2 separate regions of the Triticum aestivum genome follow, and region 2 is linked to region 1. A link is a contact called in public Hi-C data. All regions are on one chromosome and are shown on one strand. Each heading gives the region's core, a stretch centred on a gene start, on an enhancer-like site or on the middle of the called end of the contact. The rest is flanking DNA. Distances are from core to core; before and after follow the strand shown.

Region 1 (5,002 bases), core at 656-3,155:
TACATTAAAATCAAGTGGAGTCAATTCTTAGTGATTGAAACAAACAAACAAACCAAGTAAGCAAGATCAGTATGGCAACAAAGACTAGGTGCTTGTAAGTATTTATGGCATGAAGGACAAGTGACACACGAGCAAGGGTGAGAATTCCACAATAAACTCAATAAGGTTAAAGCTGCGGGATGTGAAATGTTTCATAACAGGAAATCAACAAGATAAATATGGTATAGAACCGAGCATAGATTTACAGCACATTGATGATTCAAGTAGTTCAAGACTTAATTACTTTTTCAACAAGAGGGTAAGAGATATGGAACAGAAATGGACAAATGGTGCCTATTGAGTGAGAGCAAGCAATATAAATGGGCACAACTGTGTGAAACTGTTATCAGTATTGTTTCAAAGTTCACTGTGGCATATTTTTCATGATCAGTATGACTTCTTATAAATAATAACCAATACTACTGCCGCCAAATGAGCTGCTTATACATAACGATAAGTCAACTAACAGCTACGTATAGATGAAGATAGGCCACCTGATGCCTTACTATTTCCCAAAATAATTGAGCTCAGGTCGAACATGGTATCAGCATTCAGATACCAAGACTTGGTATGGAGTATGGACTACAAGCAAAACGACATTGTACACTATTTTTGGCAACAGCAATGTGCCGTCTGATCCCACTAATGATTCCCAAATCCTAAAAATAGCAGTCACCCATGAACCAGCAAGTCAACCTAGCACCTAAGATTCCAGTATCTGGACTAGCAGCACAATCTGCAAGAGGCAACTATATCAAGAGACATACTACCGAGTACTGACATACCACCAACTTGCTGCGAAAGAAAGAATACATCTAAAAAGTCCTACCAAAAGAGAACCACCAAAATCTAGTTCTAGTCAGATTACGCAAGCACGGAAATAGCACTCAGCTACAGTACCGAGCACTACCAAAAATTCCACCCAGAAACGGCCACCAACCCACGGATCACGCGCTTAGACAGAGAAAAAAAACGCCCAAAAGTGCAGCGACCAGTTCGTCCGAATCACGGTGGATCTCGGCGGCTCACCGGGCTTGAAGAAGATGGAGAGGCCGAAGTCGATGGCCTTGAGCGGGGAGTTCTCCTTCTTGTTGGCGAAGAGGAAGTTCTCTGGCTTGAGGTCGCGGTGGATGACGCCGTGGTGGTGGCAGAGCTGCACGACCTCGACGATGGTGCGCGTGACGGCGGCGGCGGCGCGCTCCGTGTAGTGGCCCCGCGCGACGATGCGGTCGAAGAGCTCCCCGCCCTCGCAGAGCTCCATGACGAGGTGCACGGCGCCGTCGTCCTCGCAGGCCTCCCGCAGCGTGACGATGCTGGCGCTGCGGGGCAGGTGGCGCATGATGGCCACCTCCCGGCGCACGTCCTCCACGTCGACGGGCGTGCGCAGCTTGCGCTTGGAGATGGACTTGCAGGCGAGCAGCTCCTTGGATCCCCGGTCCATGCACAGGTACGTGACCCCGAACTCGCCGCGCCCCAGCTCCCGGTCCAGCGCGTACTTGCCGTCGATCCCGCCGCTCACGTCGCGGCCCTCCTCGCCGAGCACCGACAGCCGCTTCTTCTCCCCGCCGGCGCCGGCGCCGCCCCCGCCCCCGCCTCCCCCCGCGCCGCCGCCGCCGCCGTTGCGCGCCTGGTGGGGCTTCCTCTTCCCGGCGGAGGCGGGGAAGTGCGACGACGAGACGTCCTCCCGCGCCGCGGCCGCCGGGGAGCGGCAGCAGTTGCCCATGGCCGCGCGAGATCGGGGGTGGGCCCGCTAGGGTTCGTACGGCATTGGGCGCCGCGCGGGTGGGGGAGGAGAGAGAGAGATGGACTGGCTGCTGTGTGCTGTGCCGAGGGACAGAGAAGAGAGGGGGGCTAGCTAGCTAGAGAGGAGAGACAGAGCGGTACTAGTCTTTGGAGCAGTGGAGAGGGACGAGACCTGTGTCGTCGGGTAACGGTATGGAGGAGCCGTGGGGGACGGGGCGCGGGGGACGCGTAGCCGCGAGGAGGGAGGACAGGGGTGGGAACATTCCCACATGTGATGATGGTTTGGTGAGCCCGATGGGTCGCTGGGCAGCGGGCCCGAGGGCGGGGTCGGGGCCTCTGCGGGGAGTTCGGGGGTGGCGGGGCCCACGGTCGTCGGCAGTTTGACCGGATTCAGCGACCGGGGTTTTGTTTCGACGGCCGGCCGTGGACGGAGGAATCTGGCGAGATAAAAACCAGCCCGGTTCTAATGGGAGTATCATAACTAGTATCATGCATGTTAAGTAGGCAATTTTGATGATGTGATATAGAATTAAATGAAGAAAGAGATAGTTGGGTATCATACAATGATACCGTATCATAATAAATGCAATGCTACTATGTGTCATGCATGACAATGAATAAAGTCATCTATGATACTAGTACATGATACTATGTATTAGGGAGGTAGTATCACACATTAGTACCATATGCATGATACTAACTTATGATACTATCCATTACAAACAGCCTTAGACCATCTCCACCGCGCGACCCAAAACGTTCGGTTATCTCCGTTTGGAGTTAAACGTACAAATGAGACGACCCAACGCGCAACCCATCCGTAAAAAAAGTCCATTTCTTATCCGTCCCACCTCATCGTGGACTCAAATTTGAGCTGGGTTTGCATCCAAAGCGGACACAAGCGGACGCTTTCTGGGTCGTCCTCGTCCGGCAGTGTCCTTTGTGCATGTGACCCTGGCCCGCCTGTCATCTTCTCTCCTCTTCACTCACGTGGCCCACCTACCATCCTCTCTCTCCATATTTTCCTCCTCCCCATGCCGGTGCACACCACTGTGCTGCAGCCGTGGGCGAGCGCGGCGCGTGCCGGAGCGCGAGCGCGGGAGAGCGGGGTGCGGCGCCGCTGCGAGCTGGAGGCGCGCGCCCAGGAGGCGTCGTGCGCGAGCGCGGCGGCGCGTCGCCGGGTGACGGGGCGCGGCGGCGGGCGTGGAGAGGGAAGGCGGGGCGGGCCGGCGGCTGCGGGGGAGGGCGGCGAGCTCGCGCGGCTGCAGGCGCGGGCAAGCGCGCGACGGCAGGGGGCGAGCGCACGCGGGCGGCGACGGCAGGGCGAGGCAGGCTCGAGCGGCCGGGGCGAGGAGGCGGGGCACGACCCGACGGCGCAGCGGGCGGGGGCAGGGGCCCGACGCGGGCGTGGCGTGGAGGCGGGGCGCGGCGCAGGCGGGGCGAGCGCCGGCCGGCATACCACAGTGGGGAACGGGCGGAGTCAGAGCGCGAGCTCGCGGGCGGTTGAGACGTGCGGCCGAGACAGATAGTTTGGGGTTGGTTGGTGCGTTGGGCGTCTCCAACTATATCCGGACGTGTATGTCCGTTTTGCCACCCATTTCCACCCCAAACGAACAGATTCCGGACGAAACGGACATCCGTTTACGGTCATGCGGTGGAGTTGGCCTTAGCCATTGTTTAGTGATTTTATTAATCTGATGACGATGAAAGATGCTGTCAGAAAGTTTTCTTAAAACCCCGGTATTACGCGATTGCATCAGCCCGTGCAACAAGGAATCGGGATATAATCTGCGACCAGGCGTTAATTAAAGGGGAAATTTGAAGGACGTGATGCTTGTGGTTATTAAATCCTGAATGTCATCAGAATCTACGATATGGATGCTGCTTGGTACCTTTGTTCCGTTATTATCAATGATAGTGGAATCTACCTCAAAAAAAAAATAACAGTGGAATCGGGCTCTGTGTCGCTTGGAAAAAAAAAATCTTGAACGCAGGAATGAAAAAACATGCAACAGAATAAACAGAAATACTGCCGCAAAAAAAGAATAAACAGAAATACAAATACAAGAAAACAAAGGAGATGATTAGACTGCGCATAAAAGATGAATTTGTTGTATGAGTGGTGTGATGTAAAGGTAAAAGCTCCACGCAAAACAAAAAAGAAAGGTAAAAGCTATGTCAAATGGTTTTTTTCATTCAACATTGAGGCTATGTTTCACTATCATCATGATAATAGAACAATAGAGTACAAGATATTCATATCCCCTCGCCTTCACCAATTCTCCGCCCTCTCTCTCCCTATGGAGTGCATGTAATCATTGTCATCGGTTGTGGCACTCCTTTCTCCTATGGATCTACGTCTCCTTCCCGCCATCACATTCAGCAACCTCGGGGTACCACCTCTTGTCCTCCTCTCTTGTATACCTCCTCTCGGCTCGACGGTGACGACGGCCTCACGTGCAAGCCTACTGACCTCTTCCTCTGGATCCAATGGCTAGCTCAACCTTAATGGCAACAACAAGCTTCCCTCATTGGCGGCGCCGAGCTCTCCTCTTTAGGTCGCAACGCAATGTCAGTGTGTGGCTAGGGTGACCGTGGAGGTAGCGAGGTGTTGTAGCAAGACTGCGAATACGTGTGTAGGCATGTACAAGGTTGTGGGCTCTTGTGATCAAAGGTTGTAGCACCACTAACTCGCTATATTGGCCTAATCACCATAATAACTCCCAATATAGCGGTAAACACACAGATTGACACTTTAACAGAGTGGTAATATGCATTATGATTGCCAAAAATTAGGGGGCTTACTCAAAAAATGACCTTGTAGCCTCCAAACATGGAGGTTGTGAAGACTTCACTTGAAGCTCGCTCAAAACCCAATAGCTAGCACGGGAGGGAACTTTCATCTTCTTCCTCCTCGTGCCACGGCCGGTTTTTGAAGTAGCATGTGTCCCGTACACGCACCACTGCACACGGATAATCACCGGCAAGGGGAGGGGGACTGCTAACCACTCTCCATATTAATGTTGGGTCTGCCCCCACGATTATTACCGTGGCAGTCCATCGGATGGATGCCACGCGACATCATCTCCTTGTTGTCCCAGACTATAAAATACCGACGGTGAGGCGTCCCCATCACCAAAGCCATAGTCATCGTCTCCTCCCCTAGCCAACTCCCTGATATAATGATGTTGTGCCGACGTAGACCAATGGTTGAACGGGC
Region 2 (5,196 bases), core at 636-3,135, 320 kb after region 1:
AATGTTAGGGAACAGCAATTAAGAATTTATAAGATGGCAAGGCCAACCCTCCAAGAGGACAAAGGTGACAAGACCAACGCCAAACCTTGCACTGCAGTGCGGTCGCGGCCGGTTTTGGCTGCACGCCTGCACCTACAACATCTTGGTTAAACTCCACGTGTTGGCGGAACAGAAAAACTCCACGTGTTGGCTCTTTCCGCGTATTCCATCTTGTACTCCGTACACGTCCATCTTGGTTAAAGATCGCCGTTATGCCAGCTAGCTTGCGATGGAACTCTCCGCCGATCGACGGGCGCAAGGAAGCCAGAGAAGCCCCGCCGGCCTCACGAGCGGTGCGTGCGCGTACGGTGTACCGAGCACGCGGTCTTGGAAACATGGAGCCACCATCCGTGTCCCTTGTGGGGGACGTGACGTGACCCGCTCTCCATATCAGCAAGAGCAAAAAAGGCCTTGCTCGATCGGCCATCGGTGGCGCCAGCTCGACACACCCAACAAACGAGTTCCACGGGGCGCGGACGTGAGTCGAACAGCCAGGCTGCTTGCGCGATGACACGCGCGCGCCCATACGCTGCACGTAAGCCACACGTGACACGTGACGTGCCCACCTGACCGCTCATGGACGATCCGCACACCGGCCCCTAGACTTGTGTGTGGTGGCGTGGTGTGCTCGACCATTCAAACTTTACGGGTCGTGTTTGAATCAGAACTTAAGAAGAGGCCTACCACGTACGGGGCTTGAGATTTAGTAAAAGGCGGGCCTCACATGTCTTGTCATATGCCCGTAGTACGTGTTACTATTTTGATTACCACAGAAGAAGGCACTCCCGGCAGCGGCATTACTGCCGTTTAACCTGTCGGGCCAGCCAAGTCGAGACGAGCCCGAGTGGAGTGCATAGTGCACTCTCCGTCAACTGTCAGGCGCATCGCAGACGGCGCATGGCACGCTGTCAAACGAGCGCCGCGCAGGCGCAGATGCATGCATGGCAGCGTGAGCATGATTGCCATTTCCTTCTGCCATGCACGTTTCGCCTCAGCAGTTCGGCCCGATCCATTTCGTCCACACCATCACTTTTACCGCGTGGAAGAGCCGAAACTGTGCGCATGCTTCTGGAGATGGCGATCAGTGCGAAACTGCTCGCGTGTGAAAAACCTCATGGCCGGGCTCTTTCCCGCGTGGCGCCTGGCCAACTTTGGAGCGAGCAATGGACAACAACATAACATTTGGGCTCTTTCCTGCTGTATACATAGTTTGTTTTATAGTAGACCGCACCAACTTTGAGTCTTGAGTGGAACACTTGTTTTGTCTTGCCGGTAAGACCCGGTGGCGAGCTTCTACCCCAAGACTCCAAAGGTCGCTCACCAAACTGATCTGGGCCAAACTATGATTGACATTGACCCGAAGAAAGCTCAGTTGTCTGCCTGGGCATCATGGGGCGTCTCCCTTACGCTGCAAGGCTGCAGCCAGGCAGCTCATCTCTCTTTCTGCAGAGAGAACTACGGATTTGTTTTTTCTTTTTTTCCTTTTTTTTTTCTTTTGACCGCAGCTACGGATTTGTTTTTTCAGTGAGAGCGAACCCACCCAACTCAAGTGGCTGTCGAGTGTCCCAGAGCTGGACGGATCGACGGTCCAACTGCAGTAATACGTTTCGCGTAAAAAAAAACGTAGGTGGGCCGTCGAAACCCAGAAGGCCCACATGCATGTCCAGCCCAACCAGTCGCATTTCCGTCCGAGCCCGAGGCCCCGAGCCCACGGCCTCCACCACGAAAAGATTCCCGGCCTTTCGCCGCACGACGTTGGAACCCCACTGACAGCGCTGACCCACACCACCGGAGCCCACCTGGCAGGCGGCTTGACGAGACGGAGGAAGGTGCCTCGTCGCCTTCAGCACCGGCTCCGCCTCTTTCCGTTCCGCGTCCCAGGAAAAAAGAAGGGAGGAGAGCGGGCGACCGGAAGGCGGCGATGGCCATGGACCGCGTGCAGCTCCTCCTCGTCGGCCTCCCCGCGCTCCTCTTCATCTCCGACCTCTCCCACATCTTCGCGCCGCCGCCTCCCCACCTGCGCCACCCCCATGGCCACCCCCCGCACCACCCCCACCCCCACCCGCCCCACCATCCCCACCCGCCGCACCACCCGCACCCGCCGCACCACCACCCCCACCCGCCGCACCACCGCCACCCGGACCCCGCCGCCGCTGCCATACAGGTCGGTCGTAAACCCTAGCCCGAGATTCCTTTTCCCCCTTGTCGTATCGTAAGACCCTAGCCCGAGATTCCTTTTCCCCCTTGTCGTATCGTAAGACCCTAGCCCGGAATTCTGTCGCTCCGATCTGGCCGGCAGAGCTGATGTTTTTATTTTTGATTTTGGTGAAACCGCAGCAGCCCAATCTGGAGGGAGGAGCTGGATTCGGCACGACCGTGGAGCTGCAGTTCTGCGCCTCCTGCTCGTACAAGTGAGTCTCCGCCGACTGATGGTTCGTTGCTTGCTTGCTAAGTTGGCGCTGTTAGTTTGCCTGTGCGGATCAAGTGAACTTATGCGTCGTGTACCGGATACTGAGTGTTTGGAATTGCTGTGTGCCTGCCTTGGTTGACCAGACGCCAATACACGGACCAATTTATCATGCAGAATGATTTAGGAGGTGGATTATTTGGTACTCCAGTAAAACCAGTCTCACTGGTGGTTGTTAGATAGCATTTGCTAATGCCGAACGCTTAATACAGTTGCGTTAAACTAGTAGTGTGGAACTGGAGGAGCAGTTATTGTTCATGAAAATGTTAGTGCGCTGGTGACAGTGTTAATGCTTTGTTAAACATTAAAAGTCAGACACTGTTATGAAATATGTACATGGATCAAGTAAGAGGTGCTATTGGAATAAATATGGAATATTGTTTAAATATGAAAGGAATTGGATTAGAATTAGAGATCGAATGAGTATCCTTTAATTCATTACTCAGGGGTCAAGTAAGTGCTCCTATAGAAGGGCTGATTCAGGAATATGAATTGACTTATGGAGTACTTGTGAGATCTTTTTCACTCTCGACAACGAAATCCATGAGGACCTCGGCACTGTGTTATAGGGACGCCTCACAATCTTGCTTCCAAAGTACATAGGTAATGGTGGAACAGTTAACTATATTCCAGTGTGGTTTGAACAGACTGATATGTAGGTTGCTGGTGAGGAGATAAGCGTATGTCTTTCTGATGTCAAGAAGTAAAAAAGAGGGAAAACTCCTAAACAACAACTTGATGGTTGTTGTGAGTTTATATTTTATCAATCTGTTATCTCCCTGGTTTGACCTCCTGAGTCCCAACCTATGCTCTAGTCCCCAATCTCCTATGTGTAGTTACACAATTTATTCCAAACTATCATATTTGTTCTATTTGGACAAACACTTTTCGCTGGCTTGGTTATAAAGCTAACACTGTACAGGGATAGGGAAGATGTGCTGGGGTGACCAGCTCCTGATTACAGCTAACACAAAAAGGCCCAGAACTGACCAACAAAAGAACTCACACGGCTAGAGTCTTGATAAGAAGAAAATACATAATCAACTTTGGCGTCAAAGAAAACCACAAAGAACGAGTAATACCCCTTAATGCACCTATGTACGGCCACGGTGCACAGGAATCTGTTGCCAAATCTTATCCATCGGTTCCAGCAGCTTTTCTTTCTCCTGATCCTGTAGCAATGGCCACCATTGCTGCACAGAACATAGAATACTTGTAAAATACATCTTCTGTTGCTCTGGCATCTTCACCTCCATTGCCATATTGCAAATCCCCGAGGCTACTGCTGAAAAGCAGAAGATCATTACCTTTCTGTTTGACCTGTTACACCCCATAACTTAGTGCTAAAGAAGTCTCCAATGTTGTCTGGGGACCCTGTCCCTGGACAGAGCCACTTTGATGCTGATCCAGACTTAGTTGGCATTTGGCAAGCAAAAGGTTAAACAAGATGTGGTTCACTTCCTCTTCCAAACCACACAAGCTGCATTTCGCTGGACCCTTCCACTTCTTAAGTTGCTCCACACCAGCTGGCTATCTGTTTCGTATAACTTGCCAGAGGAAAATTGATATGCACACTTGTTAGGGTTCTACTTTAGTCTGCCACTCTTTGTTTAGTCTAAACTATTAATGATGATAGCATTGTAAGCATGATGCAATATCCTTGCTTTCATCTGGTACAGTTCAGGTTGAGTTCAGCTATAGATGATGGCAATGTTGAGAGCACACATTATTCATTTAATATAAGCTGACAGTAAGCATATTCATGGACTTAAAATGTTTCTAGCTTCAGGTCAGCTGAGATTTAACTTGCACTGATTAGGTAGCAGTAAGTAATCAGTTCTCTAGTGAGACTTGATGATTGTCGGCTACTATCCCTCCCTCACTCCCTGGCAGTTCCTGGCTTCTTTGTCGCTAGCAAGTGATAATGAACACTACGATATCTTCTCCAGTCGTAGATTGGTAGGGCTTGAGGTTTGTTCTTAACCCTTTACCTTGGTGCTATACACGTTTTATGTAAATTACATGGTACGTCTTGAAAATTCTTGCGGCAGCATGTTCTATAGACTGTCAATTTTCAAAGTTCCAGCACACTTACTGATTTTGTGTGCTACCACTTATTAATTACTCCCTCCGTCCGGTGAAGAGTGTACGTTTGGGTTTAAAATTTGTCCACAAAAGAGTGTACTTCTATCTTCCCAATGCACTTTAAAGTATTTTCTCTCATCACACGATAATCAAGACCAATAGTATTCTATACATAGTCTTCTTAATTTCTACATGCACCTAGCTCATTGGGGGTTGGGTAATTAAAGAGGAGAGAGATGGTGGCTTGCATCTTCCCAATGCATTTTTTACTCCACTCCATAATTTGTCTTAGAATTTCTAGATGTACACTTTTTACCGGACGGAGGGAGTATAATGTTAGAAATACACAATTAGAATGGTAGGTACACAGATCATATTTGGTTTATAGGAAGATTGGGCCCATGCTGCTGCAGAGTTTGAGAAGTATATTAATAGCACTCCAAAAGTTATATTCCAGTGTCATTCCATGACAAAGTACTAAGACGTTCCAAAAAATGTCATTTTTTACTTTGATTTGTTTTCTTCGGCATGTGTGACCAATGTTTGCGGAACACGTAACAATGTACAAGCGTTAAAGAAACTCAGAAAGGGTTTACCAACTTTTA

What was found. A called contact is a pair of places that touch in the nucleus more often than the background predicts.
Region 2: a Hi-C map of leaf shows a contact between it and region 1, with 6 times the contacts expected there. The contact joins the promoter of LOC123059689 here to the promoter of LOC100192187 in region 1. A contact is called at or near these places in 3 of 5 Hi-C or Micro-C datasets (leaf and an unstated tissue).

What each region holds. Positions count from the first base shown.
Region 1 is chr1A:489,312,046-489,317,047 of IWGSC CS RefSeq v2.1, forward strand. It overlaps LOC100192187 (calcium-dependent protein kinase 16), which reads right to left and starts at 1,906. Exons shown (of 7, transcript XM_044482171.1): 1 at 1,069-1,906. The coding sequence starts at 1,762.
Region 2 is chr1A:489,633,592-489,638,787 of IWGSC CS RefSeq v2.1, forward strand. It overlaps LOC123059689 (selT-like protein), which reads left to right and starts at 1,886. Exons shown (of 4, transcript XM_044482199.1): 1 at 1,886-2,203; 2 at 2,380-2,450. The coding sequence starts at 1,961.